Linked DNA regions of Ovis aries: region 1 is linked to region 2. The links are chromatin contacts, called in public Hi-C maps. All regions are on one chromosome and are shown on one strand. The core of a region is the stretch at or near the end of the contact, and the rest is flanking DNA. Distances in the headings are between cores, read along the strand shown. Region 1 overlaps GOLGA1 (golgin A1). Region 2 overlaps GAPVD1 (GTPase activating protein and VPS9 domains 1).

What was found. A called contact is a pair of places that touch in the nucleus more often than the background predicts.
Region 1: a contact with region 2 is called in a Hi-C map of liver, with 5 times the contacts expected there. The contact joins two enhancer-like sites. A contact is called at or near these places in 7 of 16 Hi-C or Micro-C datasets (blood, hypothalamus, liver and 2 more).

What each region holds. Positions count from the first base shown.
Region 1 is chr3:11,004,713-11,011,961 of ARS-UI_Ramb_v3.0, forward strand. GOLGA1 (golgin A1) reads left to right here. Exons shown (of 21, transcript XM_060411809.1): 12 at 1,822-1,917; 13 at 4,467-4,562; 14 at 6,077-6,172. LOC121818999 (a long non-coding RNA gene) reads right to left here. Exons shown (of 2, transcript XR_006059084.2): 2 at 6,875-7,249. Among named protein-coding and RNA genes, the nearest start is that of ARPC5L, 24 kb to the right of the region's middle. Within about 2 kb of position 5,404, at least 14 of the 54 cell types and tissues checked have an H3K27ac peak or open chromatin away from gene starts, as enhancers often do. A contact at or near this core is called in liver, where this site is marked.
Region 2 is chr3:10,693,021-10,700,693 of ARS-UI_Ramb_v3.0, forward strand. It overlaps GAPVD1 (GTPase activating protein and VPS9 domains 1), which reads right to left. Exons shown (of 25, transcript XM_060411803.1): 25 at 6,844-7,673. Among named protein-coding and RNA genes, the nearest start is that of GAPVD1, 69 kb to the right of the region's middle. Within about 2 kb of position 1,736, at least 11 of the 54 cell types and tissues checked have an H3K27ac peak or open chromatin away from gene starts, as enhancers often do. A contact at or near this core is called in liver, where this site is marked.

The DNA.
Region 1 (7,249 bases), core at 4,154-6,653, 320 kb after region 2:
GGAGAAATAACTCCAGAAAGATTGAAGAGATAGAGCCAAAGCAAAAACGCCCATTTGTGGTTGTGACTGGTGATGGAAGTAAAGTCCAATGCTGCACTCAATATGCCAGCAAATTTGGAAAACTCAGCAGTGGCCACAGGACTGGAAAAGGTCAGTTTTCATTCCAATCCCAAAGAAAGGCAATGCCAAAGAAAGTTCAAACTGCTGCACAATTGCACTCATCTCACACACTAGCAAAGTAATGCTCACAATTCTCCAAGCAAGGCTTCAGCAGTACATGAACCATGAACTTTAAGATGTTCAAGCCAGAACTAGAAAAGGCAGAAGAACCAGAGATCAAATTGCCAATATCTGCTGAATCATTGAATAAGCATGAGAGTTCCAGACAAATGTCTACATCTGCTTTATTGACTACATCAAAGCCTTTGACTGTGTGGATCACAACAAACGGGAAAATTCTTCAAGAGATGGGAATTCCAGACCACCTTACCTACCTCCTGAGAAATCTGCATGCAGGTCAAGAAGCAACAGACATGGAACAACAGACTGGTTCCAAATTGGAAAAGGAGAACGTCAAGGCTGTAGATTGTCTCCCTGCTTATTTAACTTACATGCAGAGTATATCACGTGAAATGCCGGGCTGGATGAAGCTGAAGCTGAAATCAAGTTTGCCTGAAGAAATGTCAATAACCTCAGATATGCAGATGATACCACCCCTATGGCAGAAAGCGAAGAGGAATGGAGGAGCCTCTTGATGAAAGTGAAAGAGGAGAGTGAAAAAGCTGGCTTAAAACTCAGTATTCAGGAAACTAAGATCATGGCATTCGGTCCCATCATTTCATTGCAAATAGATGTGGAAACAGTGACAGACTTTATTTTCTTGCACTCCAAAATCACTGCAGATGGTGACTGCAAAGCTATGAAATTAAAAGACAAGCGTCTTGGAAGAAAAGCTATGACCAACCTAGACAGCATATTAAAAAGCAGAGACATTACTGTGCCAACGAAGATCCGTCTGGTCAATGCTATGGTTTTTCCATTAATCATGAATTGATGTGAGTTTTGGACTATAAAGAAAGCTGAGCACCAAAGAATTGATACTTTCGAACTGTGGTGTTGGAGAAGACTCTTGAGAGTCCTTTGGACTGCAAAGAGATCAAACCAGTCAATCCTAAAGGAAATCAGTCCTGAATATTCATTGGAAGGACTGATGCTGGACCTGAAACTCCAGTACTTTGGCCAGCTGATACAAAGAACTAACTACTTGGAAAAGGCCTTGAAGCCGGGAAGGATTGAAGGCAGGAGGTGAAGGGACAACAGAGGATGAGATGGTTAGGTTGTATGGCATCACCAACTCGATGGAAATGAGTTTGAGCAGGTTCCAGGTGTTGGTAATGGACAGGGGAGCCTGGCGTGCTGCAGTCATGGGATCGCAAAGAGTCATGCACAACTGAACTGAACTGTGTGTCCTGCCTCTGCCCAGGTGCTCTGGTTCGGCCCTGGTCAGCTTGGAGAGTAAAGCCTCTTCCTTTCCTGAGGCAGCGAGCATCCCCTGCTCTCTGCTGCCGCTTTGTGCGCACTGTTGCACTCTGTTATATACTCTCTTGGGTTAGTCTTTGCCGCGGCCTCAAAGTCAAAAACCTGTCAAGTTTATCTTTGTATACTTTACAATATGTGAATTTTCTCTCTACTATTTTGAAGTTTTTTGTGCATATTCATGTCCTTCATGCCTTGCACAAATAATAATGTGTTGTAGATATCAGTAAATGTATATGCAATGGAGAAATGACTGTTTCCTTTTTCTCTTCTTTCAACTTACAGAAAACACTTGCTGAGCAGAATTTGGAGGATACCAGACAGCAGCTCTTGGCAGCCAGAAGCAGCCAGGCCAAGACCATCAACAACCTGGAGACTCGGGTACTGACCTCACTCCTGTGTCTGGGTGGCTCCCTGGTGCCCTTAGATGACATGGCTGTGACTGAGAATTCCCCTGCGTCAGAGATTTTCTTCCAAAGGGTTTCTCTTTGGGGTTTTACTTGTAGAGAACTGAGGTAGTCGTCTTCTCCATTCTTGCCACATTAGCATCGTTCTTCCACAGACGATTGTTCTCTTCTCTGTTTCTTCCCTTTTATCTTCTTTCCCCTTCCTCCCATAGGAAACCATTCTAGTGTGGTAAATAGAGACCCTTTTATTGCTGGATAACCTTAAAACAGCTAACATTGTTTTATGTGTGTGTTAATTTAGGTAAATGATACTGCTGTACATGAATTTTCCTCGTTACTTTGCACTGCTCCATCTTCTATATCCACTTCATTGTTCTCACCTCCTGCTAGATATCCAGACTGCCACCTTCTTTCTGTCACTGCAGATTACCCTGCAGTGAACATCCTCATTTCTGTTGCCTTAAGAAGGATAGTGAGTGTGTGTGACTTAACGTGACTCGGTAGGACAGGAATGCTCCCAGAGGGCTGCCCAGGATGCGAGAGAGTTCCTATCGATGCATCTCTGTCTTTTCCAGCACTGGCATTTCTCAGCCTTTTCGTTTTCTTGCCAGTTTCACAAGTGTGAAGTGGTAGAAGTAGCAGGGGATCTCCGTGAGGCCTCGTATAAGAACACTAATCGTGTTCATGAGGGCTCCACTCTCATGACCCAAGTACCTCCCAGGCACCTCACATGCTAACACCATCTCGTCAGATGTTAAGACTTCAACATAGGAATTGGGGGGCACAAATATTCAGGCCATAGCAAATGCTTAACTCATTTTTAAAGTCTTTCTTGTTTCTTGGTCAGTATTAATATATGTAAAGCTATATTTTTTCCTAACTACAGCTTTGTTAGCTTTATTGTAATTCAGCTCTATTTCTCAATCATCTTTTTTATTACGGTAAAATACACATAAATGTAAAATTTACCATTTCAGCCATTTCTAGGTGTACAGTGGCATTAAGTACATTTATGTTTTGCATACCATCACCACCATCCATTCGTAGAACTTTTTCATCTTCTCAAACTATGACTGTGTGCCAATTAAAACAGTAACTCCCGGTTCTCTCCTCTGTCCAGCTCCTGGCGCCCACCATTCTACCTTCTGTTTTCATGAATGTGATGACTCTAGGCACCTCAAAAACTGGGATCATACAGTTTTTGTCTTTTTGGGTCTGGCTTACTGCACTTAGCGTAATGTCTTCAAAGTTCATTCATGTTATAGCATATGTCAGAATTTCATTACTTTTTAAGACTGAACAAGCCTTTTTCAGACCTTAATTCCATTCTAGATATAGCATGTTATTTATCCATTCATTTGCCCATAGATGTTTCGGTTGTTTCCTCCTTGTGGCTATTGTGAATACTGTTGCAGTGAGTGTTAGTGTATGAACAAGGTTTTTGTGTGGGCTTGCTCTCATTTCTCTTGGGCATATTCCTAGGAGTAGAGTTGCTGGGTCATATGATAACTCCATGCATAGCTTTTTGAGGATCTGAATCTTTCTTGAGTTCTGCCTGCAAACTGGAACTTGCATAGATATTTACTAAATCCAGGAGTTTAAAAAGGCAAGTTTCAGTCCTGGCTCTGCACTGATAAAATTTGTGATCATGAGCAAATGACATAACTGTTTTCCTCTGTGGAAGGCTCACACTGTTCTTGTGGGGTTGTTTCCATGAAAACTTACTTCTGAACATATATGAGGAACCATGAGGCCTAAAAACATTCTTTTCTCATTTGGTACCTCCCTCTCCTTGACAAAGCTGCAACCTTCTATGTGCTTGTATTTTAATAATAAAGTTCCCCTAGGGAAGACCTGACTCAGCAAAATCTTTGTAGGAGAAATTGGCAAAGTCCGCTTGAGTCAGACAGAAAGATCGTGCTGGAGGCCGAGTCTCGCTCAGCACTGGGTGCTGTGTCGTCCTGTACCCCCTGCGGGCCTCGTGTCCTGGGGCAGTGCCAGAGACACAGTCAGACTTGGTCGGCATGTGTGGAGCAAGGGAGACCTAAGTTTGTCTCACGGGCAATAATCCCACTTCTGGAAATGTATCCTAAGCAAGTGATTCAAACCAGATCAACAATATTTACATGAAGATGTCAACTGCTGCCTCATTCTATCTGCAGAACGGAAAACAGCTGAGTTACCTGGACAGTAGACAGCAGTTCAGGAAATTATACAACATCCTTGGAGGAAATAATCTAAGATTTGAAGACTACATGGAAACATAGAAGGAAATTTGAGCACGGAGGAAAAATACACAGTTTTACTAGAATGGTATACAGAGTTGTAAAAAAAAAGTGAAAAAAATGAAACTGTGTTAGAATGATAGTGCTTTATAATGGTTGCCTTATGAGCATCTTTTTTTCTAATTAAAATTTTTTCTTTAGTGTACCTGCTTTATGATTTAAATAAATTTTATTTTAAAAGCCATTTGTTACTACTCAGCTTGTTTTGAACAAAAGGATACTTCTCTTTCCTTCTTAGGTGAAAGAACTAGAGCAGAGCCTGCAGGCCTCTGAGGAGAAGCTGAAGCAGAGCAGTGACGTGGTGGCAGCTCAGGAAGCTCAAATTCAAGAGCTTGTAAGTGGTGATCATGCTCTGCTGTGTTCTAGGCCCCTGATTCTTTCCTTTGTGCCCTTGAAGTCCCCAGACTCATTCCCAGCTCCTGGAATGGCATCTGGACCTTAGATACAGTTGTGGGCAGACAGGCAGTTGCAGAGAGAGGGAGTCAGGACCTGCTGGAGGGTCTGAGTTTCCGGGAGAGGTGGTGACTGGCTAGTTCCCACCTAACAGCTGGCTGCAGGGCCCGGCCTAATTCTGGAACTGTTAAGTATTGTGTGACCACTGGTGGTCAAACCTCATCTTGCAGCTGGGGGCTATGGAGAACAGCTCCAGGCCCTGGGGAGAAGACAGCAAGGGCTCAGCCCATAGTCACAGCCCCAGGTCGGGTGTGGAGCTAGAAACTAGAGAAGTGAAGACATTGGTTGCCTCTTTCTCACATGTGTTTCCATTTAGTCCTGGCAGCAGACCTCAGAGCCGTGCACTGCTGTCCTCATTCACTAGAGGAAGCAGGCTCAGGAAGATGACCAGGCCACCAGCCCAGGGTCTCCCCACTAGGAAATGGCTGAACCCGCACCCTCCGGAGGTCACAGCCCCTGCTCTTCATCCCTGTGTTGTGTGCCTCCCCAGGGAAGCGCCTCAGCCACAGAGGGCAGCACTGAGTAGAGTGAAGGAGGGCTGTGTCTTAGGACTGGTGCCTAGAGCTGTCCCCTAGCCCCAGCTCGTGAGCAGGCCAGGGGACCTCAGCAGCACCCATGCTGGAGAAGGTCAGAAAGGAGAGTTGTTTCTATGGGACACTCATCTTTGGAAGACAGGGTAGGGCCCGTGTCACCAGGAGTAGCTGTCCTCTGCTGCCCCCTCAGGCCGCCGCGAACACAGAGAGCAGCCGCGCCCAGCAGCGGGCCCTCGCGCTGGAGCAGCAGCGCACGGAGCAGATCCACGCGCTGGAGGCCCAGCTCGCAGGCCTGGGGAGAGCGCGAGTGGCCGACCTGACAGCCGCAGAGCGGGAGCTGGTGAGCGAGGGAAGGAAAGGGGCTGGGAGCACCCCGCTCACACGCAGCCAGGCCATTTGACAGGAAGAAGACCAGCCTGCCTCTGAACTCGGGCACCACTTTTTAGAGGAGTTTTTCTATTTTAACAGCACACCTGCTCATGAGACTAGTTGTAAAAAGACTGCTTTTTACGAAAACCCCAAGCAGATGGTTTTTCTTGAGCTGCATGTCGACTTCCTGACCAGTCCCATCAGCTGCTTTCCTGTCTTCCTAAAATGTGTACTGCCCATCCCTAATGGCTTCCGCCTTTCCCTGGCCTCCCTCCTTGTTCCATAGGCTTCAGAATCGAGTGCCTTAGTTCTTGTGAGGAGAGTGTCAGGTGACTCTCCCTTTCTGATCCCAAACCCTATCCTCCTGTCCCACCCCTGCAGTGGCAACAAAAGGGAAAGGGGCAGTTTTAAAGGTTACATGTCAAAGAGGCCTACACCCAGGGGAAATAGCGTAAAGACCTTTTCTTTTATGCATACTTTCCTCAATTTGCAGAGAAAGCTGGAGCAAGAAAATGCAGCCCTTAAAGAAAGTAAGAATGAATGTGAGTGCTCTTTACAGCATCACCAGCTTGAGCTAAAGAAGCTGAAGGTATTTATCTAATTGTGTCACTTTCATGTCATGTCTGATTTCAGCAGTGCTGGGCCTCTGTTGCTGCATGCAGGCAGTGAGTGATGGCTACTTGTCATTGCGGTGCAAGAGTCTCTCATTGCAATGAGCTCTCCTGCTGCAGAGCGCAGGTTCTAGGTGTGCACGCTCAGTAGTTGCAGCACATGGGTTCAGCCACCGTGCTGCGTGTGGAATCTTCCCAGACCAGGGATCAAACCCGCATCCCCTGCATTAGCAGGCAGATTCTTAACCCCTGGCCCATGAGGGAAGTCCAGGTGCCATGTCTTTATGTGTGCATGTGGAGTAGCCAAGGGAAAGTTCTATACTGTGAGTAGAGAAGGAGTGGAACTAGCGTTTGTGGATGATAGGGGGTTGTCAAGGGGGCAACTGGAAGTTTTAAGCCGAGGGAACATGTGAGAAGTTTTAACAGGATTACTCTGGCTCTGTATGAAGAATGCTCTGTAAAGGAGGCAAGTACAGAAGCAGGAAGACCTTTGAGGAGGCTTGTATATCGCTGTGCTTGCTCTGTTTAAGAATATAAAGGCAAAAGTGAACATTTTAGCAGGGATTCAGAAATTATTATAAAAGACAGTAGTTTTGAAAAGGAATCAAATAATTTCAAAACTGAAAAGTGCAATAGCTGAAAGTAAAAATGCAGTAGATTTCCAAAGGACCTGAGGAAACTTTCTGGAGGAATAGATATTTTCACTGTTTATTTTGGTATTGGTTTCATCTTAATTCATCAGTTGTACACTTTGAATATGTGCAGTTTATTATTGTCAATTATACTTAAGTAAAGCTCCTAAAAAACAAATAATGAGCTTAACAGCAGAGTGGAACTAAAGAGATAAGTAATGGGAGAAAGGGCAGAATGAAATGCAGGGAAAAAATGATAAAAGACAGGATACTGTGAGATGTTTTATTATGTGTCAGTGGAAGCTCAGAGGCAATGAAAAAAACTGAGAAGCATTAAAGAGATGATGGGTGAGAATTTTTCAGACTGATGAAAGCTGTCGAGTCACAGGGACAGGTAGAAGAGTTGTTACGGATCCAAACAGC
Region 2 (7,673 bases), core at 486-2,985:
AGTGGCTAAGACTCCACACTCCCAATGCAGGGGACCCAGGTTCCATCCCTAGTTAGGGAACTAAATCCTGCATGGGCATGCATGTTATAGTCGTGTCCAAGTTTGCCACCCCACAGACTGTAGCCCACCAGGCTCCTCTGTCCATGTCCATGGGATTTTCAGGCAAGAATACTGGAGTGGGTTGCCATTTTCTCCTCCAGGGAATCTTCCTAACCCAGAATCAAACCCACGTCTCCTACATTGGCATGGTGCTCAGTCGGGGGGATTCTTTACCTCTGAGCCACCTGGGAATCCCAGATCTCACCTGCGGCAACTGGGAAAGATCTCTCATGCCTCAACTAAAGATCCCCATGCCACAACGAAGAAGGAAGATCTCACATGCCCCAACTAAGAACCAGCACAGCCAAATAAATAAAAATAAATATATTTTTAAAATATTAATATATTTTTTTAAAAATAAGGGTTTGTGAATCCTCCAGACCTGGATCAGATCCTGGCTCTGCCAGTGATTTTCTGGGTGGCTTTAGGTGAGCCACTTCACCTCTCCGAGCCTTAGATTCCTCATCTGTAACATGGGGCTCATAATGCTACCCGGCTCACAGGTGAGGGTTCTGTGAGATTCTGTAAAGCACACAGCTCTGTGCTCAGCACCAAAAAATGAACCCAAGGCATTCCTGTGGCCAATAATACTTCCACCCTTGGCAGCACCTCCCCGGACCGTGGGGTACACGACACCGCAGCTCTCAGCCCTGTGTCCGGCAGCATGCTGCAGCCTGACAAAGCTGGGCTCCAGTGCTGCTGTGGTTACTCGGGGATGCTGCCTCATCTGCAAAATGGGAATAATAACCTGCCCATTGTGTGCTAGTCACTCAGTTGGGTCCAACTCTTTGCGACCCCATGAGGCTCCTTTGTCCATGGAATTCTCCAGGCAAGCATTCTGGAGTGGGTTGCCATTCCCTTCTCTGGGGAATCTTCCTGAGCCAGGGATCACCTGCATTGCAGGCAGATTCTTTACTGTCTGAGCCACCAGGGAAGCCCTGGTCACTAGCTTGCTATATAATGCTAATTTGCCCCAATAAGGGGTGGGCCAAGAGGAACCCAGTATATTCGTGTGTCTAGCTCAGGGGACACAAGTGAGTTTGGGGGTCTGCCTGGAGCTGTCCTAGAAAAGAGTTCAGTGAAAGGGTGGATGCGAGGGGGCTGGTTGGAGCTTCTGAGTCTGAGAGCCTGTGGCCTCCTCCAGAGGAGTCTGAGGGGGGCCTTCGTTCCGCAGCCTTTGCCGCCTCGGGTCTGTACCCATCCTTGGCCACAAGATGTCGCCCAAGCAACAGCAAAGCAGGGGCCTGGGCGAAACCGGCCAGTCCAGAGTCAAGTCGGCGAACAGCGAGGTCCCGCCGCAGCCCTCTCCCACCGCCCCGCAGCTCTTGGACGCCTCGGGGGAGGAGCCCCTGCTGCCCTGGGTTCAAATCTCAGGATTTCCTACCCGACACGATACTGCTGCCCCCAGAGGACACCGGTTTGTAGACCCCACCTAAAGTAATAAATAAATAGAGATAATAATTACTCCTACTCCTTCACGGTGTAGGATTAACCCGTGCCTGCGGAACAAGGAGGGCGGGGAGGCGGTGCAAACAGAAGACCGCGTGGCCCGAATCGAGGCTGCAGCCGGGCGGCGCTCCGCAGGGCCCCGGAGACCCTCCATCCCCGCCCGTGCCTCACGAGGGTGCGGCGCAGACACCGGACAGGCGACAGTGTGGCAGGTCTTCGGACCCCGGGGCGGCCCCAGACGGTCCAGCAGGGCCCACACCAACTCTTCGTGGCAGCCACCTGGCACCGGGATCTGGACCGCCAAGTGAGGGAGGAAGGGTGAGACCCCCGGGCTCGGGTGTCCGGAGGCAGCTTGGGCCCCGAGCGCAGCCCGGGGCGCTGGAAGAGCCGTCGAGGGCCAGCTGGAGCTGGAGAACCGTAGGCGTCGTGGACGGCCAGCCTGACCTCCCAAACTACCCCCCAGCCGCCCGGCCGCCCGCCCTGGACTTGGCGCGGCTGTGCCGGCACTTCGCTGGGTGGGGGACTCCTTATCCGACCCTCCATCAGCTCGAAGGACCACCTCGGTGAACCGGCCTCTTCCGCTGGGGATGCGCGGTCCCAGCAGGGTGACCCGTGGGCGGGCCCAGACACAGGCGCGCGCAGCGGGACAGGGCTGCCGGGAGCCTGAGCTCACCTCCGTCTCCCAGGTAGAGGTCCGGGGCTTGGGGCGCAGTGTCTTCCCGAGGACGAGCAGAGCTTTCGGCCCCGGACCACGTGAAGGGAGGGGAGTGAGAGCCCCTGTCCCTGCAAAGACTGAATCTGGGAGGAAAAAAGAGTGGAATCCCCGCACCCAGGGGCTACTGTCTGACTTCCTACCCTCCTCCCCGGCCCCCGACACTTGGGGACAGCTGCCAGCTGGGGATCGGACAGTCCCTAAGGAGAGCTCAGGTTCCAGAGAGATCACTACTTTGCAGAGAAGTGTAGGGGGATGAGCCGCCTAGGAGAGGGAGGGAAGGGTATGGACATCTGGGGAGTCGCCCGCCCAGAAGAGCTGGAGAGCCTGCTTAGGGAGAGCACTGAAACCAGAGGGCGCTGCAAAGGCGGAGGCTTAGGGGCAGATGTTGACTGGGAGAAAGTGCACAATCTGAGGGTTGTGAGTTGTTTTATTTGGGGTCAAATGAGGACTATAGCTTGAGAGATAGCATTTCAGATGGCTCTGAGAAACTGCTCCAAAGAGGGTGGGATGGAGGAGGGCAGTATGTATAATTTTATGCAGGGCGAGTACATGCAATCAGGCACATATTTTTTGCACAGCGTTTCTGCTAGCCGCAAGGAGCGGAGGTCACCGTGAAGGAGAGGAGACGCAAGAACTGGGCTCATAAAATCAGACCCGTTCTGCCAGTTTTTCACAGAGCTCAGAGGGCCTCATTCCTCCTGATCTCCACCCTGAACTCCCTTCAGGGGGGTGTTGAAGGTCAGCAGCTGCGGTGGTTCATAATCATCCTCGCAGAGGTAGAGGGCCAGTGCCAATTTGTGGGTGATGCAGGTAAAGCACGATTTACTTTGAGGGGCAGGAGTGGAGCTGGAGGGGAAGAAGGGACAGAGGCATAAGGATGAAAATGCAGGTTGGAAGCAAAATAGAAAAGATTCTGGACAGAAGAGAAATCTGATCAGACTTGACTGACTCTAGGAGAAAGGGGGGATGGGAGGCGTTGGAAATCCATCAGTTGTGATCATGGAGGTGAAAAAAAAAAAAGCACATTAGAGCTGTTTCCTCAAGAGACTCTTCAGGGGGTGTGAGTGATCCAGGGATTGGGACAGTGAGGAATAGAAGAGGTGGGTGGACTAGACCACTAAAGACTGAAATAGCCAAATCCAGAAAAGAAGGGACAACTAAAGTCACTCGCCATCTGCTTTTAGGAGGGTTAGGTCATAGCCACTGCAGCTGCTGACCTTCAACACCCCCTGAAAGGAGTTGAGGGTGGAGATCAGGAATGAGGCACTGCTTCGTCTGGAAAAACTGGCAGAGAGATATTTTCAGGAGAAAATTTCATAAACCCAATTTCTTGCATCTTCTCACATCTAGGAAAATCACTAAGATCATTCATGGGGCGCCTTCTCATGACCAGCAGCAACCTTTTAGCGAGACACGCGCTTCACTGTGTGCACTGCCTTCACCAAAATCACATATGTATCAGCCTTCCCCTTCTTCCAGAGCAGGTCCTCAAGGCTGTTTGAGAGCCATCTCCTCAGTAAGTCCCCAAATAAAACTGGACTCACAGCTGTTACACTGTGCTTTTTTTTTCCCCCCAGTTGACAGTATAAAGGGAAGTTTCAGAAGTTGTGTCACTATTATTCATGACTAAGTGCACAAGGGAAGCCTTTAGTTAAAAACAGGTGGAGCGGTTTTTGTGTTCATAGGTCGTTAGACTGTTCCTGGGATGTCACGACACAGAACCAACACTGCCCCTTGGCTCTGCTGGCTGATGTCAGAGAAGAGTGCTTCTCTAGGATTACCCGGCCTGTACCTGGTCACCCACAGTACATCAGTCCTGGTTCAAGTTCATTAAACCAGATTAGAAAGACGCTGGGTGCCTAAACTGATGTGCACGAGCTGGAGTCTCAAGTCCCTTCTTGAGTCAGCTCAGTGGGCAGCCTCTTCCATCAGGGTTTCCAAACACCTATGGTCCATGCTGGCAACCTCCACAGTGCCACTGCCCTCTACTACATCCCTCCTTAAATGCTGGCACAGGAGAACTATTTCAAGACCATATACACACACACACATATGTATATACACACATGCCTGCCTGCCTGCTGAGTTGCTTCATTCACATCCGACTTTGCGACCCCATGGACTCTAGTCCACTGGTCTCCTCCTCTGTCCATGGGATTCTCCAGGCAAGAATACAGGAGTGGGTTGCCATACCCTCCTCCAGGGGATCTTCCTGACCCAAGGATCAAAGCCTCACCTTCTGTGACGCAGGAGCCGGTCCTTTACCACTGAGTCACTGGGGAAGCCCCATATACACATACATATATGCACATATATACATATTTGTATATCCATGTATAAAGTCCGTGTATACATATATATTCACCAAGACTGGATGTCCAGGACCACTGAGGTAGTAGAGCCCAACTCAGGAAAAACCCTTCAAAGAGGTTTTCATTGGCCTTAGAATTGATTAGTGGCAGATGTAAAACAAGAACCATTTTCAGGCTCCTGGACCTGACATTACAACCACATACCACTTGAAACCAGTGGCTTTCCGGGAAGTAGCAAGAATGATCTAGATGATCCCATTGGTGTGGCCCGGCTTTGCGGTGGAGGAGGTGTTTTGGGGCATCACTGTGACACTGTGCTGGTGGGATGGCCTTAGCACCTCCCCTTCTGTCACTTGTGACTTTCTTATGCGCCTGCCTCTCTCTGTCTCCCCTAACCCCACCAGGCTGGCTCACTCCCAGACTGCTACCCCTAAGCTGCTGCAGAAAGAAAGTCGCTCAGTCACATCCAACTCTGTGACCCCATGGGCTATACGGTCCATAGAATTCTCCAGGCCAGAATACTGAAGTAGGTAGCCTTTCCCTTCTCCAGGGGATCTTTCCAACCCAGGGACCGAACTTGGGTCTCCTGCATTGCAGGCAGATTCTTTACCAACTGAGCCATCAGGGAAGCGCCAGCTGCAGCAGACACAGCCTCAACTGTCGCCATCACAGCCACAGGAGAAGGAAAAGAACGCTGTTACTGATCAAAAAGTGAGTGAGAGAGGAAGGGGCTGGAACTCACGTATCGACTCAGAGGATCAGAAACAGGAGGGGAAGTGACTGCTAACAGGTTCTCTCACTTTCAGCAGAGGGCAGGCCGGGGAAAAATTCCAGCTGGGGGAGAAAAATCCAGTTGGAAGCTGGGGCTGCTGGAAACAACGCTGTTACTTAACACAGGACAGCGAAGGCAACAGAAACCAAACAGCCATTTAAAAAGCTAAAACAATGAGGAAGATTAGATGATGTTTTCACATAGAAATCCAAACACTGTGATTATCAAATGTTTAGCAATTTGAGGTTTGGGAAAAAAAGTTTTTATATAACCAGAAGATTATCAAAAGAGAAAACATTTGGATTTAAGCAAAATTTTAAGAAAAGAAAAAAACTATCCTTAAAGGATATCAGATTGGCTACTATGTCCTTTATCCTTCTTCATTTTTGGCAGTGCTATGCAGCATGAAAGATCTTAGTTCCTTTATCAGGGACTGGACCTTTGCCCCCAGCAGTGTAAGCACAGAATCTTAACCACTGGACCACCAGGAAGTCCCTGCCAGGCCCTGTATTCTTTAAAAGGGGCTCCACCCACCTTGGGGATGTGGAGCCAAAACTTGAGAAATTGAACACCTTTCACAGATCCCACATTTTTTAGTTAGCATCAGAGTGAGAAGGGGAGTTTGCTAGGCATACAGATTTTTTCTCCTGTTCTTCCCCCAAAATTGACTCCATGTGCCCTGTGAGGAATAATGAGTCAGCAGTTTATCATCCCAGGTGGACAGTGCACGTGATCCTCCAGCTCATACTTTGTGAGATGCTGACTCATGCTGCTGCTCTAAGTTCCACAAAAATAAGTCAGTCACCTGGAGTACTTGTTTAAAGGTTCCTGTCCCATCCCCATGCATGCTGATTTATCAGCAAGAGCACCAGGTGATTCTTAACAGTGAGGTCTGAAAACAGTGTTTACAGAACTTCCTAGGGCACTTGGAGAAGGAAATGGCGACCCACTCCAGTGTTCTTGCCTGGAGAATCCCAGGGATGGCGGAGCCTGGTGGGACACGACTGAAGCGACTTACCAGCAGCAGCTAGGGTACTTAAAAATGGACCTGTTTTGAGTGCCACCCCTGAAGACTGTGGGCTTCCCTGGTGGCTCAGATGGTAAAGAATCTGCCTGCAACGCAGAAGACCTGGGCTTGACCCCTGGGTCAGGCAGATCCCCTGGAGAAGGACATGGGTAACCCACTCCAGTATTCTCGAGAATTTCATGGACAGAGGAGCCTAGTGGGTTACAGTCCACGCAGTCACAAAGTGTCAGACATGACTGAGCAACTAACATTTTCATTTTCCCAAAGAATGTAGTTTATTTGGTCAGAGTGAGTCAGATCAGACATATCTCTTGACTAAATTCACTAGGAATTACTGATAAGGGACATCAGCAGTTATGTATATTAACCAACAGTCTTGGTGACAAAAGTTCTGTCAAAACTACAAATTAGTAGGGCTAAGGAGAGCTGAAGTAAAATGGTCCCTGTTTAAAAATCACACTGGATACTCTTTTTGACAGGAGCATAAAATTTAATGATTTGGGCCAGCAATATGCTGAAATCCTCGTTAACAGAAATGAGATTACCACGGTTTTCATGTTCACTGTCAACAACAGGTTCAATGACAGAATTGAGAGCTTTTTCCATTTTAGCACAAAATGTGGAAGATGCTTCCTGGATCCTCATAACTGGATTTTCCTGCCTCTCTGATCAGTTTTTCACCCCTGAAGTCTTTGTACTGTTATTTGGTACCCTAAGAAGATGGAACAGGATTCTTCTGGAATGAAATGACCGGCTCGAAAGCTCTTCAATGAATACTTAAATCTCTAGGTAGAGACACATTTACAGCCAAGAGGAGCTTCTGACCTGATTTCACTTTTCAGGATCGTGACATATTTTACAGGCAGCACCGCAGGGAGGCCTAGCTGAACATCACTAGCTCTGCATCCTCAGGGAAAAGCCACAGAGCCGCTTACTTAGAGAGGGGTGAGTAGGCACAAATATAACGAGTCCAGGTGACATAGGGAATTCCAAATTGGCAAGAAAAGTTGAATTCTATTTTCGGTTCTAGGAAAGTCATAGCATTAATTTTAATACTGAACAGACTGAGTGAAAACCGGACCCTAATCCAGTTTTTAAATGTTTCCTTCCAAATTAAGTGCAATCAATATGAACAAAGTGCTTTTCCACCAGCGAGTAGAATGAGCTGGCCTCTGCCACAAGTGTTCCTTGGCTAATAGAAACTCCCCTCAACTGAGATTAATCAAGGCTCCTGTGAATAACATGATTAGGACTTCTGCGCTCAGAACCATGGCTGATGAATAGCTAACCAAATACAGG